Linked DNA regions of Sus scrofa: regions 2 and 3 are each linked to region 1. Evidence: chromatin contacts called from public Hi-C and HiChIP or PLAC-seq data. All regions are on one chromosome and are shown on one strand. The core of a region is the stretch at or near the end of the contact, and the rest is flanking DNA. Distances in the headings are between cores, read along the strand shown.

Evidence for each region. A called contact is a pair of places that touch in the nucleus more often than the background predicts. HiChIP or PLAC-seq counts read pairs in DNA pulled down with a chosen protein or histone mark.
Region 2: a contact with region 1 is called in a Hi-C map of epiblast stem cells, with 1.6 times the contacts expected there. The contact joins the promoter of NFKBID here to the promoter of KMT2B in region 1. A contact is called at or near these places in 1 of 5 promoter capture datasets (liver), 3 of 47 Hi-C or Micro-C datasets (epiblast stem cells, heart right ventricle and liver) and 1 of 2 datasets of contacts at active chromatin or transcription factors (alveolar macrophages).
Region 3: a contact with region 1 is called in an H3K27ac HiChIP or PLAC-seq map of alveolar macrophages. The contact joins the promoter of APLP1 here to the promoter of KMT2B in region 1. A contact is called at or near these places in 1 of 5 promoter capture datasets (liver) and 1 of 2 datasets of contacts at active chromatin or transcription factors (alveolar macrophages).

What each region holds. Positions count from the first base shown.
Region 1 is chr6:45,144,957-45,148,432 of Sscrofa11.1, forward strand. It overlaps KMT2B (histone-lysine N-methyltransferase 2B), which reads left to right and starts at 1,907. Exons shown (of 38, transcript XM_003127067.5): 1 at 1,907-2,269; 2 at 3,383-3,455. The coding sequence starts at 1,907. It overlaps ZBTB32 (zinc finger and BTB domain-containing protein 32), which reads left to right. Exons shown (of 5, transcript XM_021097176.1): 4 at 29-193; 5 at 380-947. The coding sequence ends at 630.
Region 2 is chr6:45,305,617-45,309,092 of Sscrofa11.1, forward strand. It overlaps NFKBID (NF-kappa-B inhibitor delta), which reads right to left and starts at 1,855. Exons shown (of 12, transcript XM_021097180.1): 1 at 1,299-1,855. It overlaps HCST (hematopoietic cell signal transducer), which reads left to right and starts at 1,920. Exons shown (of 4, transcript NM_214142.1): 1 at 1,920-2,060; 2 at 2,442-2,465; 3 at 2,918-3,049; 4 at 3,275-3,432. The coding sequence starts at 2,018. The coding sequence ends at 3,315.
Region 3 is chr6:45,284,156-45,287,631 of Sscrofa11.1, forward strand. It overlaps APLP1 (amyloid-like protein 1), which reads left to right and starts at 1,543. Exons shown (of 17, transcript XM_021097132.1): 1 at 1,543-1,829; 2 at 2,721-2,864. The coding sequence starts at 1,701.

The DNA of each region.
Region 1 (3,476 bases), core at 657-3,156:
TGCCCTCCTTTGCCTTTTGTCCCCACAGGTGAACTTGCAACCTGTGTGGGTCATGTGGCCACAGCAGGCCACGCATCTCCCCGACACCCTCCCCCACGCCCTCCCGCTCGGTCTCGGCCCTATTCTTGTTCTGTCTGTGGGAAGAGGTTTTCACTCAAACATCAGATGGAGACGCACTACCGTGTCCACACAGGTATGGGCACCCTGCCCAGTACGAATTGTCTGCTTCCTTCCAAACTCCAGCGGGCCGGCTCCTAAGTCCCTCTCTGCACACCTGGCTCTGGCACAACTCCCTTGCCCAATTGCCCCCACCGACCACTAGGCCAGGCTTCGTCGTCTCGTTCTTTCCTTCACCAGCCTTCCCCTTGACCTGCCCTAGGAGAGAAGCCCTTCTCCTGTAGCCTCTGTCCCCAGCGCTCCCGGGACTTCTCAGCCATGACCAAGCACCTGCGGACGCACGGGGCCGCACCCTACCGCTGCCCTCTGTGCAAAGCCGGCTGCCCCAGCCTGGCCTCCATGCAGGCGCACATGCGCGGCCACTCGCCCAGCCAGCTCCCACCAGGATGGACCATTCGCTCCACCTTCCTCTACTCCTCCTCCTCCTCCTCCAGACCCTCTTCCTCCACCTGACGGATTGTCAGCAGCTTCTTTGGCTTCAGTTAAATGTACAATTAAAGAATGTAAGACAGGACGGGTGGGCCAGCTGGGCGTCTGACCCCGCACCGCGGCTACGGCTGAGCCTACCAAACTCAGCTAGCTCCAAGAAGCGCCGCAAGAGGGGCGCCGAGAGCTCTCTCTCGGTTGACTGCGGATCGCAGAAGCCCGGGCTGGCGAACCTGTGTTGAGTGACGGCAGTGAAGTTTGCATGAGTGAAAGTTAACTGTGCGGGGACTGGCGGTTTCATCACCAAAATAAAGAGTTTCTTGTGCCCCCCCCAGGACCATAAAGCCGAGTCCAGACTTTAGTCTGCCCGCGGTGAGCAACCTTGCCCCTGGTCCTGCAGCGACCCCTGGTGGCTCATCGCGGCAGCCACCGCCCCGTCTCCCGGGGCTCTCTGTCCTCCTCCGGAAGCAGCGGGACGCGAGGACTCGGTGTCTTGACCGACTTAGCAGCAAGCCCTGTGGGGGGAGGCTGTGAGAACACAAGTTACTCGTCCCTTCTACAGCAAGCAGTGGCACGCGAAGTCTGAGTCTGGGCCTCCTGGCCCGGGAGTTCGAAAGGAACGTGTTTCTGCCCTGCTTTCGGCTACCCGCCTCCTTTTCTTGAGCACAAGGGCCAAACGGCCGCACGACCTCCCCAGCATCTCTGCTGCGGGGTCGAGCCCGGAACTGAGACTAACCCTTTGCCCCCGCCCCTAATCCAGCCCACGCCTCTTACAGTCGCGAACTTCACTTCCCAGCGTCTCTGGGGTTCCCAGGGTCTGAAGCCCACTGCACCCTGGGAGTGGTAGTTCATATGGGTCTCTGGCCTAGGCAAGAACAATGGGAGGAGTCTGGGATGAGAACCACACCTCCCGGCAGCAGAGGATGCTGGCTTTCTGGGTCCGGCCAGGACCCCGTAGTCCCAGCTCTCGCGGCCCTAGCTCTCCGCGGAAGGAGCGAGGTGGTCGGACTACATTTCCCTGAGACCTCTGCGCCTCACCCTCTCCCGCCGCGACGCGGGGGTCTGTGCTCTTCAGGTGCGGTTTAAAAGTGACGGCCAGCCGGCCGGCCTCGGACTCCCGCTCCCGTGGTGCCCCGCGCGTGGCCGGCCCAGCCCCCGGCTCCTGCCGGCCGGGCGGCGGCGCTGGTTGTTGTCGTGAGCCGCGGCCGCCCCGCCCCTCCTCTGCTTTCCCCCCCGCCCCGACACGAGCCCTGCGCACGGGCCGCCCCTCCCCCGCCTCCCCGGCCCCTCTCACGGTGCCAAGATGGCGGCGGCGGCGGGCGGCGGCAGTTGCCCCGGGCCTGGCTCCGCGCGGGGCCGCTTCCCAGGCCGGCCGCGGGGCTCCGGCGGGGGCGGGGGCCGCGGCGGACGGGGCAGCGGGGCCGAGAGAGTGCGGGTAGCTCTGCGGCGCGGCGGCGGCGCGGCAGGGCCGGGCGGAGCCGAGCCCGGGGAGGACACGGCCCTGCTCCGTTTGCTGGGGCTCCGCCGGGGCCTGCGCCGGCTCCGCCGCCTGTGGGCTGGCCCGCGCGTTCAGCGGGGCCGGGGCCGGGGCCGAGGCCGCGGCTGGGGCCCGAGCCGGGGCTGCCTGCTGGAGGAGGAGAGCAGTGACGGGGAGTCCGACGATGAGGTGAGGCAGTCGGAGGCGTCCCCAGCGCCTGGCGGGCGGAGGCCGGGGGCTTCCAGGGGTCTGGGTGGTCCTGAGGGGTGGTGTGGGGAAGCGGGATCCTCAGGACTCTGAGGAGGGAAAGGGCCTTAGAAATAGGCATGGGAGGAGATCGGCTGCACGGAGCTGTCGATGGAAGGGGCCTCTGAAAGTGCATAGAGAAGCTCGGGCTGCAGCTTACACTTGGGCCCGAGGCGGGTCCTGCAGAAGTGCCCTGGGCTGCTCCTTCTTGGTAGTTGGCAAAGCTAGGGCAGGTGAGGTTTGGGCGAGGAGGCTGTAGGAACTGCATGCCCAACCAGTGGTGGTTGACAGCAGCAGCGTGGCTTTACTGGACCCAGGCTGGGGCTCTCTGGGCTCCTACCTGCCGGGTGCCCCGCCCAGCCTCAAAACCTCGGACACATCCCTGATTTCACTAGTGCCCCGATTCCTCTTCTGACCTAAAGTGGAGCGAAGGTAGAATGGTGAAGAGCTTTCTCTTGGGGGCACAGGTTGCAGAGAAATGGAGTGAAGACTGAGAGTGAGCACTCTAGCAGGTTTGAGTTTAATTCAGGGTTTATCACTAGCCTTTGAGAAAAGGCAGGAAGGTATGGGTTGTGTTACTTAGGACAGTTTGTGGCGTTCGGAGCATATAATATGAGAAACCACTTGTTACACACATGGACACCTCACTTGGGTGCCCCAGTTCCCATTTTCATTCAAAAAGAAACTGTAGCTTTAGAGGGTGAACAGAGGTCCCACTTTTTTCCCCAAGTTGGGGTATGAGGGAATCTGAGGGTTGTGCTTACTACCTGACCTGAGAAGACACTGTTCTATTCCCTTTGGGCCAGTGAACCACTGATGGCTCTGCTGGTGTGGTCTGGAACCCGGGATGAAGGCTCACAATATTCTCTACCTCCATCCTTAAGAAGAGATCGTGTTTTCTCTTCCCCTCACCTTTGAGCCTCGTTAGTTCTTTTGTAAATAGGGACACGTTAAGGGGGAAGCTGGGGATATTCCTCAATACCTGAGTTTCAGGTGAAACGAGGGCTTTGGCACTGACTGCTGTTTCTCCCCTCCACCCCTGGTCCCCTAAATCAGGAGTTTCAGGGTTTTCATTCAGATGAAGATGTGGCCCCCAGTTCCCTGCGCTCTGCGCTCCGATCCCAGCGAGGTGAGTGATGGGGAAACTCTA
Region 2 (3,476 bases), core at 605-3,104, 160 kb after region 1:
CCCTCTTCCTCCCGGCTCAATGCCGCAGGTGTCGGGCTCCGAGAAGCGATGCGTGGCCAAGCGTGGCACTCGTGGAATCCCCGCACATGGGGAATTCCTGTTAAGCCCGGGGCCTCGGGCCGGGTGGCGACCCGGGAAATCCCGGGCCGGGGGCAGGGTCATGGCCATTGTGAATCCCTGTGGCCTGGCGCTGGGCCTTCCACACCCAGACCTTGGCGGATTTTAAACAACCACGCCCCCAACGACTCAATCCAACCTCTCTTTCTGGAGCATGGAGTTCAGACCCTCACCCCCTCTTCCCAGGACCCAGGGGTCCCGGCTCCCTGCGCTTTCCCCCCGGGACCTAGGATTCCAAATCCCAGTCCTTTACCCCTCGGGACTCAAGGGTCCGAAATCCCAGCCGCTCCGTCATCACAACCCAGGAGTCTGGGCCCTCTGCCCCCTCCAAACGCGGGTTACCCTCGCTCTCAGCTTGATGCTTGACCCTTTACTCTTGATGCTCCAGCTCTGTCTCTCGGAGCCTCAAAAGTGCCCCCCGGCCCCGGCCCCTCTGTTAGGGACCGAGCGTGCTTCCCCCCACCCCCCACACTTTCCATTACCTCGGGGATTCCGTGGCGCGGATTGCGGGCCCCCAGGGCCCCGGCCTCGGCGCTGCGCCAGCCTCGCTGTTTCCCCGCGGAGCCGCCGCTGGGTCCCCGATCTTGCGTCGGGTCCCCCGCGAGTTTTTAAACTGAAGTTCTGGCACCGCCCAGTCCTGGGCAGGGCCCCGCCTACAAGCCTGGGGAGTCCCCGCGCGGCGCTAGCGCAAACCTGGTCTCTGAATGGGCGGGGCTTTGAGGGCCTGACTCCGAAGTCTCCCCGGAAAGAGATTTGGGAGCCCCATCTTTGGTCGGAGGGAGAAGACTCCCGGGCCCTGGGCTGGAGGCACAGGGTGGAGGGGGTGGTGCCCGTATTACTGAGCCCTGAGGGAGCAGGGAGCTGGAGGTTCTGAACTCCCTCATCCGAGGGGAGGAAAGGTCTGGAAGAAAGTGATGTAGGTGGACTCCAGTTTCTCCCTCTTCATTTTTTCAGAGATCAGCTCTCATTTATTCATTCATCTTTGAAAATAATTTTTTACTGCAAGTGGGGTGCTTTGCTGGGTGCGGTGGTATAGGTGTGAGCTAAGCAGGCGGGAATTCCCAGCCCTCAAGCAGCCTGACATTCCAGTGGGAGGCTCATTCTCAGTTCCCATCTCGGTGACCAAGTAAATCACATTTGTCCCCTGCTTTCAAGACTCCGTGTTCTCCTGGTTCTCTTACCTCACTCGCTGCTCCTGTTCTGGCTGTTTCTTCCTCTTCACTCATTCTTGGTGTTGGGGGGAGGTGGTGTGTTGGGTGTTGCTCCTCTATCTGGACTCACTTCCTCGATGATCTCATCCTGCCGCATGGCTCTCAGTACCATCCCTAAGGCACCGACCCCTAAATTTACATCTCCAGACCAGACTTAGCCCATGAACTCAGAGGCAGGCAGCTCTGGTGGTTCAGCTTCTCCACAGGGGGACCTATCAGGCATTTCCAACTCAGTGTGCCCACACCCCAGCCTGTTTCCCCTAAACCTGCTCCTCCTCCTTCTCCATCCCGCCAAAGGATGCTCTGCCTTTTCAGTTGCCCAAGCCAGAAGTTTGGTCATCCTGGACCCCTCTGTCTCTCTCATATGCACTCATATCTACTCCATCAGGAAGTTTTGTTGGCTCTACCTCCGAAATCTTTCCAGAATCTCCTCGGTGCCCACAACCTGGTTTCCCTGTCACCTCCCACCTGGACAATCATAGTAGCCTCCTAGTCTCTCTGACCGCCCCCCAACCCCAGTTGTCCTGTTAGACAGTCACAGGGATCTACCACCTCTCTTCCTCCCACTTACACAGGAAGCAGATTGCCTTGCCACCAGCAGAGTGACATCCGCTATTGCTGCCTCTCTACTCCCCCCACTGTTCCTCAGGACTTCTGTGGACCAGAACCCTTCCCGCCCCCAGCCCACCATGGCCCCTCCAGGCGGCATCCTGTTCCTGCTTTTGCTCCCAGGTGAAGCCAGTGGTCGGGGCGGGGGGGCCGGGCTGTGTGTTAGGCAAGTTTTGTAAAAGGGACAGCTTGGGTGGCATCTGAAGTGAGGGGTGCTAAGGGCAGGTCCTTCTCCCAGCACCCCCCTCCCATGTAGGCTTCTGGGCCTGGTGCTTTGGGGAGGGAAGCTGGGTTTGGAATGGCCACCTGTTCTTCTTCTTCTCACTGCTGAGTTTCCGTCTCTACTTCTGGGTTTCTGTCTCTCTGTGTCTCGGGGGGCTCCCCTCCCGTTTGGCCCCTCTTTCGCATTGCATCTCTCCAGAGTGGACATTACTTCTGAAGACATCACCTTTTCCTTTGGGAACCTCCTCTCCCTGCTGATCTATCTTCCCTATCCTTCCACAGTGGCTGCAGCGCAGGTGACCTCAGGTGAGAAATCAACACCCCTTTCCCTTTGTGGAGCAGCGACTTCAGGTACTGCTTCCCTCCCCCCGCTGCCCCAAAGTGTGGCCTGACATTCCTGGAACACCCCCAGCGGCTCTCCAGGTCACCATCTGACCTCCCATCCCCAAATCGGAGGCTCCAAAGGACCCACAGCCCTCTCTGGAACTCCATCTCACCATTCTCATCACCAAACAGAAGACCCAGGGACCCAGCCACCCCACCCCCCGAGGCCTATCTTCAGGGGTATCCACCATGCCCAGAGCACAGCCCCTGGGGCCTTGGGACACATCAGCCTGTCTCTGGATCTCCCCTCATTCCCCAGGGAATCTGGGCCACCCAACTCCAAAGGGACTTACTTTGCCCCAAGCCCAGCCACGAGTGTCTGGAACCACACCCTCCCCGCCAGCCACCTTCTCATCTCGGCCCCAACCCTTCAGGTTCCTGTTCCGGATGTGGGCCCCTCTCCCTGCCACTCCTAGCAGGCCTCGTGGCCGCTGATGCAGTTGTGTCACTGTTAATCGTGGTGGGGGTATTTGTGTGCGGACGCCCACGCAGCAGGCCCACCCAAGGTGAGGGCAGGGACGGGCTGGGCCTGAAGAGGGTTGGTGTCCCTAGGGAGGGGGGTCCCCAGGGCGGGGGCCCCAGGGCAAGCCCTGGAGGTTCTGGGGAAACCCTGGGGGCGGTGCTTGGGGGAACTCCTGAGGAAACCCCTGAGACAGGGGGTCCCCAAGGAAGTGGAGATGTGGGTGGGAGGTGGGTGGTCAGGCCTCGTGCTCTCTCTCCCCCACCCCCAGAAGACGGCAAAATCTACATCAACATGCCGGGCAGGGGCTGACCCCGCTATAAGCCGTTACCTGCAACCTTTGACTCCTGACCCTCCCATCCCTGATTGTGTGTGGCGGCACAGGAAACTGGCCCCTCTTGGGGATTGGAATAAAGTCTTTGAAATACCTCTAGTTCTAATTCTTCTTCAAAGAACCCAGGCTCCCCACAGCC
Region 3 (3,476 bases), core at 293-2,792, 140 kb after region 1:
ACCTGTACCAAGTCTCTTCTTCTACCCCAGGCTATGAAGTGGTGATAGAAAAAAAACATGAGCCACCTCCCTAGCCCTTTGCTACCCACTGAGCACTCTAGGCTCTTTTAATATACATCTACACAAGCATACACACACAGATGCACACATAGGACAGGGCTCCCCTAAGCAGCTCAGGGAAGACAGAAGTCTACCCTGTATTTTGAGGAGACAAAACAGTGAGTCCTGAAGGAGAGGCAGTGAAGAAGAGGCTAAGGGTGGGAAAATAGAAATGCCCTGATCTAGGAGGTTCCCACTGTGGCTCAGTGGTAATGAACCCAACTAGTATGCATGAGGATGTGTGTTCCAACCCTGGTCTCCCTCAGTGGGTTAAGGATTCAGCGTTGTTGTGAGCTTCGGCGCAGGTCACAGATGAAGCTCAGATCTGGCATTGGTATGGCTATGGCATAGGCTGGCAGCTGGAGCTCCAATTCAACCCTTAACCCGGGAAATTCCATATGCCGCAGGTGTGGCCTTAAAATGGGGGGGGGGTGCTTGGGCTGTGGGATGGAAATCCTGTGAAATCAGATTGTTATGATCATTATACAACTACAGATGTGATAAATTCATTTGAGTAATAAAAAAAATAAAGTAAAAAAAGGGGGGGGGGGAAAAGAAAGAAATGCCCTGATCTACAGAGCAAAGATGGGGAGTCTATGCCCTTATCCTGAGGTGCAGGGTATCTGACTCAGCTCATCCTTTAGGAAAGGGCCTGGGGGCTTTGGTTCATGTATCCTTGATGTTGGAATTAAAGGTCTAGATGCCTGGGGCTCCTGGGAAGCAGAGCAGAAGGCCTGGGCTTTTGGGTCTTAAGGAGAAAGGGCTGAGGGCTTGGTCTCTGGGCTGAGAGAGAAGATATCTGGGACCCAGAGCCCTGGATTCTGAGAGAGTAGGAGACTGGGTCTTAACTGCTGCGTTTGTTTGTTGCTTCCTTAGGGCCGCGCCCACAGCATATACAAGTTCCCATGCTAATGGTCAAATAAGAGCTGCGGCTGCTTTCTTACACCACAGCCACAGCAGTGCGGGATCCGAGCTGCGTCCGTGACCTACACCGCAGCTCGCGGCAATGCCTGATCCTCAACCCACTGAGTAAGGCCAGGGATTGAACCCGAATTCTCATGGATACTAGTCGGATTCATTACCACTGCGCCACAGCAGGAACTCCCATCAACTACTGTGTTCTTGATTGGGGGAATTTTGGAGGCTTGTACTCCTGGGATCTGAAGGGAGGATTTGGAGGTAGGGACGCAGGTTTTCAATGCTGGGATCCCTGGAAGAGAAGGAAAATGGAGCCGAGGGAGAAGAAAACTGAGGGTGAAGGTCTTGAGGGAAAACTCAAAATCCACAACTACAAAGCCGGCGATCCACACTCCTGGCTAGGCCCTTACATGAGGTGGGATGCCTGGACTCTCAAGGGGGCGGAGGCGGGGCCCAGGCTTCCACCCTGGGCTTCCGAGCGGCTCCTCTCTGCGCAGAGCTGCCACGCTATTGTCCTCACAAGGAAGGCGGGGCCGGCGCGGGGCGGGGCTGGCGGCGCCGGCGCAGCCCGGGGGCGGCGGGAGGAGGAGGCGGCGGCCGTGGCGCTGGGAGCTCCTGTCACCGCTGGGGCCTGGCTGGGCCGGGCGGGAGTGCAGGGGACGTGAGGGCGCGAGGGCCGGGACATGGGGCCCGCCAGCCCCGCCGCTCGCGGTCTGGGCCCGCTGCCCTTGTTGCTGCCACTATTGCTGCTGCTTTTGCGCGCGCAGCTCGCCGTCGGGAGCCTGGCCGGTGGAAGCCCCAGCGCAGCAGAGGTGAGGCCCGGCGGGGTCCTAGGGGATGGGGGAAGGGGCGGGACTGGGCCTCTAGACTCCGACGCAGACAGGTCCAGAACAGAAAGCGCAGTCTTTCCAGCCAGGCAGCCGGCCCCCTGGGGCCCCTAACGGCACCAAGGCATTCGGAAACCCAGCAGTTCAGGCTCTTATCTCCCTCATCATCTGTGGTCCCAGCCCTCTCCTAGCCACAGCATAGGAGCCCCTGGTCCCAGAAGTCCAGCCCTATCAGACCCTCTCGACCAAGGTGACTCAGCCCCAGCCCCTTCCACCTGAACAGGACCCACCAGGCAGCAAGGCACCTAGAGCCAAGAATTGGCCCCTTGCATCCTCTAGACCCATACGAGGGCTCCCACAATCTTCCCAGTACTCAGGAGTCTAGGCCTCCAGCCACCGCCCCCTAACCCAGGATGTAGCTCTCCATCCCTCAAGGACTTGGTGTCCAGGCCTGCAGGGCTCTGAAGCCAGGCCTTGTGGTCTTTGCACCCAAGAATGGGAGCCTGAGCTAAGGATGGAGGGAGGAGAGGCCAGAACGCCTGGGTTCTGGCCTCCTCCCCCGCCATTCAAGTTTAACCCCTTCAGGCTCTTGTGCGGCTGCGCTGGGGTGAGGGCGGAGCCTGTCTCCGAGGCAACAAGGCCGGGAGAATCCCAGGGGACCCGGGTCGCCGTAGCAACGGCGGAGTCGGTGCGCCCCCGCCCTGTGGGAGCTGTTTCCCGGGGAACCGAACCTCTACGGAGGAGGGTGCGAGGTGCTTGGTGGAGGGGGCTGGTGCTTGGGGTCTGAACAACCTTGTGGTAGGGAGCAAAAGACCAGGAGACACCGCATGCCAGTGTCCTCCGTGGCTTCGCTGACCCCTCCGCCACCACCCTCAGGCTCCAGGGTCGGCCCAGGTGGCTGGACTATGCGGGCGCCCAACCCTTCACCGGGACCTGCGCACCGGCCGCTGGGAACCAGACCCACAGCTCTCGCGACGCTGTCTCCGGGACCCGCAGCGCGTGCTGGAGTACTGCAGACAGGTAGGCGGGACCTACTGAGAGGGGCGTGGCCCGCAGGGAAGCAGGTCTACCTTGGGGCCCGATTGCCCACAAGAAGCTAGTCGAGCAAAGACAAGGTCCAGGAAAACAAAGGATCCAAGAAGGCATTCGAAGCTAGGGGATTTGGCTGGCAAAGAGGCGAAGTGAGGACAGGACCTATTTTTGAGAAAGTAGGTCAGGAAAGGGGAAGAACTGTGTGAAGACAACCAGCTAAGAAAAGTGTCCAGTGAAGAGACCAGAGTTTAGAATACAGGGTGGACTCCTTAGAGAGCCAGGGTATAGGGGGGCGTGGCCACGGAAGAGGCAGGGCTAAGACTAAAAGACCTCAAGGACCTGGGCATCAGGGAATGGGGTGGAGACCAAATGGGAGAGTGGAAAGCTAGGAGGCGTGGCTATGAAAAGACAGGTCTAACACAAAGAGAAGGGATACTTACTGAGAGGCCAGAGAGAGGCAAGGCTTAAAGAGGTGGATCTATAGAGAGATGAACCTGATTGAGGGAGGGCGCAGAGGCGACTAGAAGAGAAGTGGGCATAGAGGGACTGAGTTTGGGGGCAGCGGAGGGACCTTCTTAAAGAAACTGGACAGGAGTTCCC